Linked DNA regions of Mus musculus: region 2 is linked to region 1. The links are chromatin contacts, called in public promoter capture Hi-C maps. All regions are on one chromosome and are shown on one strand. The core of a region is the stretch at or near the end of the contact, and the rest is flanking DNA. Distances in the headings are between cores, read along the strand shown. Region 1 has its middle 23 kb from the start of Gm10612. Region 2 holds the start of Cdh15 (cadherin 15).

Region 1 (3,291 bases), core at 789-3,288:
GCTATGGTAGAGTTGTGAGAAGCAAGCATGCAACTTTGCACACGCAGAGCAGACGGATGGGATCTGATGCTCATCTCTCAAGGCCTTTCATGGCTGATGCTGGGACCCTTCCTGGAAGGGAGTGAGCAGGCTGGAACCTGGAAGATGGCCAAGGTTTCTCTTCCTTGGGTGACACCCTCGATGGGCCTGCCTGCTTAGCTTGGAAGTACTTACAGGTCGCTAGAGAATGTTTGATGTAGGTGTGTGAGGCAGGACCAGCAGGAGACTGAGGAGGCGTGGCTTCCAAGAGAGAGATGAAGCCCCATCTGGGCCCTTGGAGCTAAGCGCCACGCCAGCTACAAGCTCTGCTGGGCACTGAGCTCAGCCTGTAGGTGTGATGATGCCACAGGTCTGCCTTGCTCCATGCAGGACCTTGTCTCTGACCATCCTGGCATCTCTTTGGCTCTCAGAGCCCTCTCAGGAGTTTACAGCAAACCAGAGAGACGGGGGTGGGTGGGGGCAGTAGAGAGACTGTTCAGCCAATAGTTAAGAGCTCTGGTAGGTTCCGGTTTTCCAGAGGACCCTGGCTCAATTCCCAGCACTTGTATGGCGGCTCACAACCATCTGTAACTTCAGTCCTATACCCTCTTCTGGCTTCTAAGCACCCTGCCCACACACAGTAAACAGAAATACATGCAAGCAAGACCTCCTCCACACATGTAAAACGAAAATAAAGCAAATCCTTGGATGGGGATTGGGATCTTTTGTGCAGGGATAAGAACATTGGAACTCCTGGTTCCACAGGTAGATCAGGGGTGCACGGCTTCTACACCTCATGACTTCCGACATCTCACCTGGAATGTGTGCAGGTTCAAGCTCCCGCTGGATCTATATCCTTGGCCTCGTATCCCTGTCACCTTCCAAAAGGCCGCTTGCCACAAGATCCTGCCTCAGGTATGCAGCTAAGGAGTCCAACCAAGATCTGCAAGCGTGATCTGTGCCCAGGATGGTATGTGTGCTGTGCCAGAGGCAGAAGGCAAGCTGAGCGTCCTTTTCAGCCTTTGCTCCATCCATTGCTTCTGCCTGAAGCATCTTTTCTGACTGCCCTTAGGCTCCCTGCCCATACATCCTGTATCTCCAGCCCCACCCAGCATCCAAGGCTGGTGAGTCTTTCTCCTTCCCCTCTCAATGTGCCCAGGAGTGCCCACAAGCCGGGCTCTGTCCCCAGATCTGGGGTCAGATGGTGCGTCCTGTTGTGTTTGGGGGGGAAGCCTCAGTATGAATAGTGACAGGCAGAAGGCCTCTGTAGAGGGAAGTATCTCCACTGAGATGTGACAACGACGACGACGACAAGGAGCCAGATGCCTGGGTGCCTGGCCCCTGTCAAGGCCACTTACAAAGAGAGACTGGCACGGAAGTCAAATGGACCACAGGAGACCCAGTCAGGAGGCCTATTGCACACTGTAGCAGCCAGGAGCCGTGGGGTCTGGGCAGGCGAGCAGCCTTGGCTGGACCGGTTTCAGCAGTAACCCTGCTGCTCTGGGCATGTCCCTGTTTTCCCTTCCTGTGATAAATGTGCTTGTGTGAGCCAGCATCCAGTCAGGCTCTGACAGCTTAAGGGAAGGGGAACGCTGGATGCCAGCACACACTTCTCAAGGCGGGTGAGGTCTGCCCTGAGAATGCATTCAGAGCTCAGGAGGACTCCAGGGACAGCTGTAACCCCCTGGCATCCCCTCCACCAGGTGTTTGAATCCTCCCCACCTGGCCCCTCCATCTGTGTGCCAAAACCTCATCTCTAAGAGAACGTTGAGACCCTGAGACAATGGGGAGGAGAGGAACCGTAAGGAAAGTATTTGATGATGAGTCGAGCTATTGATGGTTGCGCTCACCCCCCCCCCTATTTTCCACGGCCTTTAAATGCCTGCAAGCGGATTAATAAGGTCTCGGTAATAGCTGGCAGTCTATATTTATTCTATCTGCGATGCCAGTTGGTCAGGCCCTGTGAATATTGATGATGGCCGGGATTGAGGGCAGCGGCGCCTGGCTTTATCTTGCCCGCGCAGGCTGCCAGAGCCCTTATCAGCCCGGCCGGCTGCTGCAGCTGCGTCTCCCGCAGGCCCGCCCCACCCCGCCTCCGCCGCTCGCTTTATAATCAGAAGAGAAGTTGCTGCCTTGATATTTCCATTTTTATCTCTCCTATTTACTTCATTTAATGTCTTTCAGGGAATATTTTCTCTGCAAGAAGGCAAGTCTGTGGGTCGCCTACATCTTACTCCCCCCTCCCCCGCTCCTTGCCCACGTTGGAGAAAAGCGGGAGAGGTGGAGCCCCACTCTAGCCCTTTGGTCCCTCTCTCTGTTCGTGTTTGTCTGCAGTGGGGGCTATGATTTCCTCCCTGGTTCCACGCTCGTGGCTTCTTCTCCCTGCCCTTCTCTCTCCTCACCCAGGACTTTGGTTCCCACCCCATCTGTCCCCTCCAAGTGACCCATGGGTCAGCTCAGCATCCTCTTGGTGGTTAAGGAGACTGACCCACAAGCCCCTGAGACTACCCCCCATGCTGGCTGACCATGCAGGCTCAGAGGCTGCCCTGAGGGGCTGTGCTGCCTGCCTGTGGTCGGTCCAGAGCTCCTGGCCTGTGTCTCCACACAGCCCCTGATTTCAGGAGATGTGGTTATCTTCTTCTCACAGACGAGGAAACCAAGGTTCTGGGAGGTTATCAGCTGTGGCCACTTGCTTCTGGCTGGAAACTTGTGACAGAGAGGGCGGGACAGCAGGCAGGCTGGGACAGGTCATGTGCACACCAGAATTTGGAAGGAGTTGGTGCTGAGCTCTGCTAAGCCCTACTTTGCAGAGGGGCAACGCTGCCCTTACTGCCTCCTTTAGGCAGCACGTGGGAAGTGTACCCTGAAGCCCCTCTTGGGTAAGAAGTCTCCTGGCCTGGAAGTCCCACTGCCCTCCCCCACCTCTCCCTGCCACCCTGTGTTTATCTTTTTTCTGACAGTCTGTGCTGCCCCATCCCGGTCAACTCCAGACCCACACCCACACCCACCCACACACCCCCAACGGTTCCCTGGTCCAAGACCATCAACTCCCCTACCACAGGTCAGAGTCTTAAACCTTGCAATGGCAAACATTGACCTTATTTTTACAAAGGTCTTTGTGGGTGACATTAAGTGAAGGATCTTTGTGGCAAGAGCGGTGGAACGGTCCTAGATCCACTGACAGCGTTCTTAGAAAAGAAAGATTCAGACACACGTGGGCATGGGCACTGCCACATGAGGCAGGCATTTCAGGATGGAGCCAGCCTGGCATCC
Region 2 (3,116 bases), core at 594-3,093, 130 kb before region 1:
TTCCAGAGGGAGCCAGGATAGGGAGGCCATGGAGTGAGCTGCGAATCTGAATCCGTGCACAGCCCACTTCCAACCCCAAACAGAGGAGCCCAAGACAGAGCAGCTGGGCCAGGGTAGCCAGGGAAAAGCCCAGTAAGGAAGCAAGAATGACCAGACGGCAGCAGCCCCAGGACCTGGTGTGTGGACAAAAGCCTACAGAAGCACTAAAGCTGGGGGGGGGGCACATTTGGGGGAGGTAGGAAAAGTTCCCCAGGCACTGGAGCTAATTTGAGTGCTGCTGTGAAGTAAGTGCAGGAGGCCAGGCCTCGGGGCGGGGCGGGTCCTTGCCCCCACCTGACTGCCGGGGCCTCCAGATGCCTGGGGGGGGGGCAGTTGCCCTAGTGCAACAGAGAGGGGGGGCTTGGTGATGGAGGGGGAGAAGAATGCTACCCAACACTACCCACCCTCCAGCCTTGGGGGTGCTGTTACTGTAGCCAGTGGGGAGCAAATCCCAGCCCAGGGTATGGAGGGGGCTCTGATGGGTCAGGGCGTTATGCACAAGACTGGGGTTCTGTGTTGGGTCTTAACTAGCCTAGCAGATGTGCCCAGGTAAGGGAATGTGGGCCCCCAAAGCTGGGGTGTTGCTGGTTGGAAGTGTAGGGCTGATGACCCAGGGCCAGCTGCAAGGGGGGCTCTCTGGCCAGGCTCCTGTCAGCTGCCGAGAACTGAAACTTGAGTAGAGTTGCAAGGCTTTGTGGGAATTTGAGGGAACCAAGGAAGTCCTGAAGTGTGTTCCCGGAAGGGACGGACCCCCCACCACACACCCATGCAATGCTGGTTGACCTCTCTCCACACACAGCAATTCTTTGTGCTCGCCACCTGTTGCCTCTGGGCGCAGAGGCTGGCCACAGCCTCAGTGCACATCTCTGTGGAAAGGGACCCTGGCAGGGACCACAGAATCCACATTCCCGTTCTGGCCAGTCCAGGACCATTCAGCAGCCAGTCTGAGGACTGCCAACAGCAGGAAAAACTGGGGACCTGGGCTTTACCCATCCTTCTTTGTGCCATGTTAAGAAGACAGGGTACCAGAGACTGACTGATCTGGGGACCACAGATCACTCCATCTCCAGGCGGATCCAGGCACAGCCGCTGGCCCGGTCAGGTCAAAGGCAGTGTGAACTGAGAGTGTGTTGGGCTACTCTGGCCTGGAGTTATTTTCTCTGGATTCTTAGGTCCTGTAGGGAAGCGTTGCAGCTCCTCTAGGACCACTGGGTAGAGACTCAGGCACCACCAAGACCAACCAGGGGCATAAGTGTTACAGACACTGTGGCTTTCTGCCCCTTCTCTCTGCCTCGTGCTCTGGAATAGAAAGACCTCTCAAGACTGGCCACCCTTAGGCTCTGGGAGGCTCCAGGGAGCACCTGTGATATGCTTCCAGACTGAAGGGACAGCCCAATGGCTGTTCCCGTGCCTCAGAGATGCTTCCAGTCCTGAACCATTTTGCTCACTGATGTGCAGGTCAGTCGCCCTCCCTCTGGAAGCCCCTAAACACAGGACACCCCTTCCTACAATGCTTCAGAGAGTGCGGCCCACCCTGGACACTGCAGGCCGCAGCTCTCAGGTTCCCCCAAAGACACTCCAGGCCAGTGGTCCCAGGAAAGCTATCCCAAAGCTAGAGGAAGGGATGCCACAGGGCTTACAAGCTTACCTGGGCAAGCAGCCCGAGGGCGAGGAGCAGAGCAGAACCCATTGAGGCAGTGGCGGAAGAGCCGAGGACAAGTGGCCGACTGGGCGGCCGGTGGAACGGGCGGTGGTGCTTCTTCTACCCCCACGCTGAGAGCATTGGGCTGAGTGACAGCGCAAGTGCTTGGGGAGCAGGCCAAGGGACTGCACGTGTGTGGTGGGGCGGGGCCAGGGCGGGGTCTGGGCAGGGCTAGGGCTGAGTGACTGCATGGGGGGCAGAGTCATGGGCGGGATCAGAGATGAGTGACAGCACATGTAGGTGGGCCTGGACAGCCACAAGAGTGTAGTGTGAAAGATGCAAGGCAGAGCCAGAGCAAAGTGATGGGGGGGGGGGGGCGATCTGAGTGACAGCATATGTGATCAGTGCCTGAGGGAGGCTCTGTAAAGTTTTGAGGTCAGCACATGTGTTGTAGGGGGCTCCTGGACTGAGTGACAGCATGTAGGGGGGCGGGGAGTGGACATTGGGGAAGAACTCAGCATGCCGTAGGCTGGGACTGAGGCCTGTGGCAGCTGTCCAGAGAGACCCAAGCTTGTAGAAGAATGGAGGGAGCCAAGCACAGTAGCCCATACCTTTAATATTAATCCAGAGGCAGGCAGATCCCTATGAGTTAGAGGCCAGATTGCTCTACATAGTGAGTTCTAGGCCAGCCCAGACAATGTAGAAAAACTGTCTCAAAAAACAAAAAGCAAAACCAAAAAACCCCAAAGTGGCCCCTAACCCAGAGGAAGGAGCAGGAGGATTGGGGGTCACGTTTGGATTGCCTGTTCAGGTTTGCTCTTCCAGAACACATCAGAGGCTCCTGAAGGCTGAGTGAAGGGCAAGAAAGACTGGCATGTGGCTTATTCTTAAGGGGTTCAGGCCCAGGTCTCACCCCACGGGCCACTCTGCCTTTGGCCAGAGCTCCTTTGCCTACCCCCTGCATCTCCCGCCACACCACATGTATGCAGCAGTCACCATGATTTTGTGGGATATCTTCTTTGCTGATAGCTTCTGGATGGCCCTCGCTGACATCAGCCGGCCATGGGCGTGATCCTTCTGGCTTGCACTGAAGAAGGCAGGAGACGTTACTGGATCCAAGGCCCAAGACAGGCACGAAGGGAGGGTGCCTGGTCCCTGCTGGTCCACTCCACTGTCCTGGACAGATCCCGCGGGCATTGGTAGAGACTTGGTTGATTTACATACATGACTGAGGTCCCAGTCCCTGACTAGAAAGGCTGCACCAGGCTTGTGCCCATGTTTCCTGAACCCCGTCAGCTTAGCCAGAGTTCCCAGCCCCTTCCCCAGGCAGTGTGTGGCCCAGTGGCCAGGGACTCCAGGCTGGTTGGGCTTTCCCTCCTCACTCTCTCCCTCAGGCCTCCATTGGTCCAGTGGCTTTAAACTACCCACAAGCTAG

Evidence for each region. Promoter capture Hi-C pulls out the DNA fragments that hold promoters and counts their contacts.
Region 2: a promoter capture Hi-C map of hematopoietic stem and progenitor cells shows a contact between it and region 1, with 2.3 times the contacts expected there. The contact joins the promoter of Cdh15 here to the enhancer-like site in region 1. A contact is called at or near these places in 7 of 39 promoter capture datasets (the 3T3-L1 cell line, 3T3-L1-derived adipocytes, hematopoietic stem and progenitor cells and 3 more), 3 of 15 datasets of contacts at CTCF or cohesin (the G1E-ER4 cell line, large pre-B cells and pro-B cells), 4 of 484 Hi-C or Micro-C datasets (the Ba/F3 cell line, the HL-1 cell line, bone marrow-derived macrophages and 1 more), 8 of 115 datasets of contacts at active chromatin or transcription factors (DN3 thymocytes, the HPC-7 cell line, T-cell acute lymphoblastic leukemia and 5 more) and 5 of 9 other capture datasets (adipose tissue, embryonic stem cells, liver and 2 more).

What each region holds. Positions count from the first base shown.
Region 1 is chr8:122,719,303-122,722,593 of GRCm38.p6, reverse strand. No RefSeq gene overlaps it. Among named protein-coding and RNA genes, the nearest start is that of Gm10612, 23 kb to the right of the region's middle. Within about 2 kb of position 2,038, at least 101 of the 459 cell types and tissues checked have an H3K27ac peak or open chromatin away from gene starts, as enhancers often do. A contact at or near this core is called in the Ba/F3 cell line, DN3 thymocytes, the G1E-ER4 cell line and 6 more, where this site is marked.
Region 2 is chr8:122,847,101-122,850,216 of GRCm38.p6, reverse strand. Cdh15 (cadherin 15) reads right to left here and starts at 1,843. Exons shown (of 14, transcript NM_007662.2): 1 at 1,688-1,843. The coding sequence starts at 1,729.